Linked DNA regions of Anas platyrhynchos: region 2 is linked to region 1. A link is a contact called in public Hi-C data. All regions are on one chromosome and are shown on one strand. Each heading gives the region's core, a stretch centred on a gene start, on an enhancer-like site or on the middle of the called end of the contact. The rest is flanking DNA. Distances are from core to core; before and after follow the strand shown. Region 1 overlaps MYO6 (myosin VI). Region 2 overlaps SENP6 (SUMO specific peptidase 6).

Evidence for each region. A called contact is a pair of places that touch in the nucleus more often than the background predicts.
Region 2: a contact with region 1 is called in a Hi-C map of liver, with 3 times the contacts expected there. The contact joins two enhancer-like sites. A contact is called at or near these places in 3 of 8 Hi-C or Micro-C datasets (F5 follicle, liver and subcutaneous adipose tissue).

Annotation. Positions count from the first base shown.
Region 1 is chr3:87,599,374-87,602,672 of IASCAAS_PekinDuck_T2T, reverse strand. It overlaps MYO6 (myosin VI), which reads left to right. Exons shown (of 32, transcript XM_072036260.1): 12 at 1,553-1,697. Among named protein-coding and RNA genes, the nearest start is that of MYO6, 59 kb to the left of the region's middle. Within about 2 kb of position 1,597, at least 3 of the 8 cell types and tissues checked have an H3K27ac peak or open chromatin away from gene starts, as enhancers often do.
Region 2 is chr3:87,673,781-87,676,750 of IASCAAS_PekinDuck_T2T, reverse strand. SENP6 (SUMO specific peptidase 6) reads left to right here. Exons shown (of 24, transcript XM_038176186.2): 22 at 119-187; 23 at 267-417; 24 at 2,563-2,970. The coding sequence ends at 2,772. Among named protein-coding and RNA genes, the nearest start is that of MYO6, 16 kb to the right of the region's middle. Within about 2 kb of position 1,625, at least 1 of the 8 cell types and tissues checked has an H3K27ac peak or open chromatin away from gene starts, as enhancers often do.

The DNA.
Region 1 (3,299 bases), core at 348-2,847:
AGATGACAGAAAATAGGAGGACAATGAAGGTAGAGAAGGTTAGTGGCTTCATGGCTTGATAGTAAGCTGGCAGAGAGCTTCCATACTTGGGTCTTCTGTGGGTTGACAAGGATAAAACAAGGTGGACAACGTGAAAAAAATGTAAATGTGAGTGGAGAAGGAATTTTAGGAGGCCAGCAAACGAGAAGGGGAGCTATAAGTGGTGTGGAAAGTCAGGGGTGAGAGAAGGGAAGCAGACACCCTTTTTAACACCTGAAAAGTTCGTTACATTGAATGTTGAAATTCAAACCTGTATTTCCTGGAGTCAAATCTTACATTTTTTTTTTTTAAATGGTCATTGCAAATGAATGTATTTTTCTGCTCTCACCTTGTAAGTGGGCACACAGGGTGTTCATCCAAACTGCTCCAGAAGTGTATTTCTGTACCAGACATCCTTTAAAGTTTTGTTGCTGCTTCAAATATCTGGGCAACACCAAACAAAAGCAGACTGCTACAGGTTTGATGGTGTTTCAGAGCTTCCCAAATCAATCCACATAAGACTTAATCTTTTGAGCACTCCATCCTCATGTCTTTTATGTGGCGTCAGTGCAAAGTTATGGAATTCAAGCAATGTTTGACTAGCAGGACCAAGTGCACCTTCCACCTCTTTATCTAGGAAATTGTTCGTCTCATGTGTGTGACAGTGGGAATGCTGGGAGGCAGCTGTGCCAGGCGCTTCTGTGCATAGCAGGGAAGTCTGGAGGATTACAGGAACATTGGCATCCAGCAGCTTGCATCGCTGCAGTTAGTTACTAGGTGTTAGCAATGTTTTGTGCTACTTCTGTGTTTTGGGATGGCTCTTCCATTTAAAAGCAGGTTGTGAACAATGTATGTGTAGAACAATGTTCTAAAAATACAGAATTTTTGAGGCATAGCTTTTGTTTTTTATTTTTGAGAATTAAGTCTTTATCACATCTGTAGCCGCATTTAGTCATTTCATTAGTCACATCTTTAATCTGTGAATACGTTTCTAGATGCTAACTTCCATTCCTCTGAAGCTGCTCTGCCAAGATTATTGCAGTTCATTATTTCCTAGGATTTTACATAAAAATTGCAAACCCGCAGCTGTTTCGTTAACATTAGGAAGTACGCCTCAGAGCAGATTGGTTTGATATGCCTATGAAATGGGACGATTTAAAGGCAAAAACCTATCAATTACAGGTTAGTTGGCATTCTTTGTGGAAACTTTTGAGTGATAGGGAGTCAGAATTTCAAGATCTATATGAAAAAAATGGAAAGGATTTAAAAAGTGATTAGGAATACACCGCGGAGTGGCAAAACCTTGCATGTGGTGCTGTGTATTTCAACATCGGCAAAAAAATATAAAATCGGGTAACATCCTTCAATCACCTCACGTTTGTTAACAAACACTAAAAAAAAATTAAGAACGTGTGTGACACAGTGGGGGGAGCGGTGGGGCAGGGGCTGAGGGGGTAGCGGGGCAGTGGCGGCGGTTATGGCGGTTGGGCGGCGGTTACGGCGGTTGGGTAACGGCTGTGGCGGTTGCTCGCAGGGGGCTGCACGCTGAAGGCACGGAGCCAGACGGCGCTGGAGTGCTGCGCGGCGCTGCTGGGGCTGGACGAGGACGACCTGCGCGGCAGCCTGACCACCCGCGTCATGCTCACCACGGCGGGGGGCGCCAAAGGCACGGTCATCAAGTGAGTCGCAGTAAAAGGAAGCCAGTCAGCCTGTTAAATACGGGATCTACACAGAAAACTGGCTACGTTACCAGATTTAACAACTACACCGATTTGAGGGATGTTAACGCTGTTAATTACAGCCAAAAGCATTTCAGAAGATACTGGGCGCATCTCTCGTCATGGGGGCTTCACAGCAGTCCCATCAGTGTGGTGTGCTCCTGTGGTATTAGGTATGAGATGCTCTAATTGGGGGGAGGAGAGAGCCCCCATCCACCTGCCTGTGTCCACGCTTCTCAAGTGTCAGGGTGATTGGTTGCCCTGTTTGTCACATCTGAGTCTGCTGAAGTTGAGTTCCAGTTTAAAAAAAAAACAACAAACAGCAATCCAGAAATGTGCTGCTGCTTGCTGCTGGTGAACAAATGTTTAACCTTAACTGTGAAGTTAATGTGGTTTCATAGAAACATATAAAATAATGAAACAAGATAAGAGATGATTGTATTTTTTTTTATAGCTAGACAGAATGAACCACTATTGAAGTAAATAGCAGCCTTAAAAAAAGTGTCCCTTTTTTAACAAGCTTACATTTTAACAAGAAGCTATTATCAAAGTAACTTCCTAGGTGATTTTTTTCTATCTGCACATGGAGAACAAATAATCACAAAGAATGCGTTTAGATGTGGGTACTGATGATAACATTTCAATACCATGAAAATTAGGACTTTTCTGAAACTGAGCTTCATGAAAACTCAATTTCACTACAGTTTCCATTTGCTTATGAAAAATCTCTGCTTCCACCACAGATTTTCTGCTAGTCTAATCCATCCCGATAGGGATGCTGGATGCTAGCTGAACTGCATGCAACTGAATTGTATGTTTTAACATTTGGTTTTCTAACGCTGTCTATTTGATATATGTTGTATTTTTTTTTTATTTCTGCAGTTGAAGAAAACTTATCAAACTAAATTTGGGCTAAGCAGTTTTGAGCAAATTAAAAGTTCTGTGTTTAGTTGAATGCATTGATTTTTTAATTAGGAAACTAATTAACATCCACTCATTGGAAGAATGAACAGGAGTTTCATATCGATTGTAGGGAAACAATCAGATTGTTTTGGGTTGACTGAATCAGAAATGTAGCTTTCTGCATGTTTTACCAGAAAGTTTAATATATGAAAGCCGTCGTTAATTAAGTGTATTAATGTGGCTTATGTAAGTTCCTTGCATATTTTATCTCTTGAAATTTCCCCCTATTATTTAAAACAGATACTTCATGCTGTAAAACAAATATTTGTTAACAGTTCATAAACTTGTGGACTTGTAAACTGGGTACATCGGTTACAGCTGACTGATAAAACCTTGGTATATATTGTCAGTGGGTCCAGTAAAAGTGATGAGTGTGAGTTAATACACCTAGTTTATGTCAAATTTATGAGGGGGAAAATTGGTCTTGGACCACTTGAGAGCTTTGGCTGTTTCAGTCCTCAATTGGTGTAATAGACTTGGAGTAATGAAGGTTTCCAGTGGTCAGGAGCTGTGCAAGAGAAGTAATCTTCATCATAAATTATAAGAAAACAAGGGCGGTGGAATTGTGTTCAGTGCCCACTGCCTGATCTCCAGGGTGCA
Region 2 (2,970 bases), core at 376-2,875, 74 kb before region 1:
AAATGTTATAGTACTGATCTACTTTTGTTCAAGGTCATCCCACAAATCGCTAGCTTTGTAATGTATTTTCTAAGCTGTTGTAAAAGACTCTGTACTTTAAAATTATGTTCTCTTACAGGCCCTGCATTTTGCTTATGGACTCCCTGAGAGGCCCTTCACGGTCAAATGTTGTGAAAACACTAAGGGAGTAAGTTTCATAACTGTAATTTTTGCAAAATTCTGCAAGTGAAAAACAATATTTTAATTTTCATGGTCTTTTATCGTAGATACTTAGAAGTAGAATGGGAAGTCAGGAAGGGCAATAAAAGAAGCTTTTCCAAAGAAGTCATGAAAGGTTCCAACCCAAAAGTGCCACAACAGAACAACTTCAGTGATTGTGGAGTGTACATACTGCAGTATGTGGAGAGCTTTTTTGAGGTATGTATACCTATTTGTGTAACTATTTGTTTTGTCTCCTGCAGCGATCAAGTGTGTGCTGCAATTATAAAAGGCTCTTTTAGCTTTTACAGCTATTCATTAGATGATGCATTAGAAACAAATTTATATGTTCTCACAGATAATAATGAATACTTCCTGGAAAATAAACTAATGGCCAATATTTTAATATCTGGTACACATGGGTACCAGATACCAGAAGCCATGGAATTTTCTGAGAAATTACTGAGAAAAGCTTTGTGTTGTTACAGTGCATGGCCTTTAAAATTACCCAGTAAGAGTTCAAATTTGAGTTCAAAATCTAAACCAAAGACGTGGTACTATAAAAGCTTGTTCTTTTTCCCCTAAGAAATGTGACCGTGAATAAATTCATTAATACAACACAGCTAATTTAGACTTCTTAAGCTTTCATTATAACATGTAAGTAAAATCATTATAGCTAGAAGCCAAATCTTAATTCCATTGAAGAAAATAGTTGAATTTTTATTTCCTTTAACTGTCTTGGCCTTCAAGTTAAGGCTCCTTTCAGAAGGGGAGGATGGAACACCCTCAGGTCTGGGTTGGGAGGAGAAATGGTAAAGTGAGATGTTACCTGTATGGGGTGTAGACTCTTTTTACAGTCTGGAGTGCTTTAGAGCACTGTTGCTGAGCTGTCCTGTGACTACCAATCTCCTGAGAAAGCTGGTGATTCCTTCTCCATTGCTCAACCCTCCCCTCGTTCATACCTTATGTGATAGCAGTAAGGCTTTAGAAGAGTGTATTCATGCAAAATGAAGGCCAAACATTCAATGTGCCTTAAAACACTTTTTATTAATTAATTAGCTTTTGCTTTTCAGAGCTTAGAACCATCCTAGAGAGCTTTTTGTTCTGTACGTGGGGGAGTGTGGAGCAGCCACGTTCTAAGGACCTTACCCCTTGGTTCTTGCCAAGTGCCCGCAGACAGAATTATGGCAGGCTGGATCCCTCGTCTTGGCTGGCCCCACAGCTTTGCCTGCCAGGGAGCAGGAGTGGGGCGTAGATGTGCCTGGTAAAAAATCGCAGGGTATTCTCAGAGGTGACGCTAGTGGGAAAGTAAAACCTGGGCTAGCGGCACAGTACTAAAATATCTCACAGCTATTGAGCTAATCCATTGCAGCTGCTAATGTGTCTGAAAGATGCTACCAAGTCTCAGTTGTCCTGGCAGCTGTACCAGCTGACCTGGAGAGTATGGTTAGTTGCATGGGTAGGGCTGTTCAGTCACATCTTCTGCTTTGTGGGTTTATTTCAAGCGTCTTCTTTTAATAATAAGCATCAAAGCCATGTCGTGTAGGTCTTTCTTAAAACCAAGGCTCGCTTGACGAGGTATCTGGCGTAACAGGACAGCAGGTGCCTGCTGGGCCCCATCGGCTCGGCCACCGGAGGGCGCCTGGGGCCGTGGCCGGGCTGCCGCCATGGCCGCCCCTGGCTGTCCCTGTGGTGATGGGGCAGGCAGGAGGGGCTCGCTGAGAGAAAGCGCCGTGCCGCAGGCTGTGCTGATGGGTCGGGGCGCAGTGGTTGTGCCTCACCGCAGCCCTCCTGCTAGTTCTCCGGGTAAGTGACCTCTGGCAGGAAAACGGGAGGTAAGCACACAGAAAGGGCCGGCAGGCAGCCAGGTGCTCTTCACAGGCCCTGCTTTTAAGAGTGGAATGTAAAGCTCAATTTCCTGGTTTGTTGTGGTCCCACAGGTATTCAGAAGAACCGGACTAGAGCTCATTAGGAATCTGGTCTTGATTCTAGCCACCCTTTTTTTTTTCCAAAAGAAAAGAGAACAAAAAACCCTGTATCTTGTATCTATTTATCTTTTACCTCTTAATTAGTACGATGTCTATCACACAAATTAATTCAAATAGTTTGCCTACACAATATAGCAGTCTGAGTAGATTATTTGGACACTCGTATAACCAGAACTGTGGTGTGGATGTGTGATATTCATAGCAAAGCTTGATCTATTTGACGTTAATTCTACATGTACAAAAGATATAAACAGTAGAAATTTTGTTTCACGCTGAGGGATGAGCCAGGGAAGAATGCATGTTTTCCACTACAGTTCTCCCCAGTCCTTTACGTTATAACTCCCTACTGTAATGTCCAAATCAACTTTCTTTTCAGAATCCCATTCTGAGTTTTGAGCTACCAATGAACTTAACAGACTGGTTTCCACGCCCAAGAATGAAAACCAAAAGAGAAGAAATACGAAAAATAATCCTGAAGCTGCAGGAACAGCAGAGCAAAGACAAGAAGGGACAAAAGGACCCAAGTTCAGCAGAAAGATCTTTGCAGGAAAAAACAGAACAACTTATCAACAGTGGCTCAGACTGAATGTTGTATCTGTTGCATGTTAGCTCCACAATCAAAACTGAAATATACATTTTGTCTGCCCAAACTAAAGATTTGGCGTATTCTCTGCTCAAAGTTACTTGGGAATGTTCAATGCCTGTATAAATGTGTGTCATAAAAAGATTTAATTCCCACAAAGATGTGTATTAAGTAAGCAAGTCTGTACATATGTTAATGAGG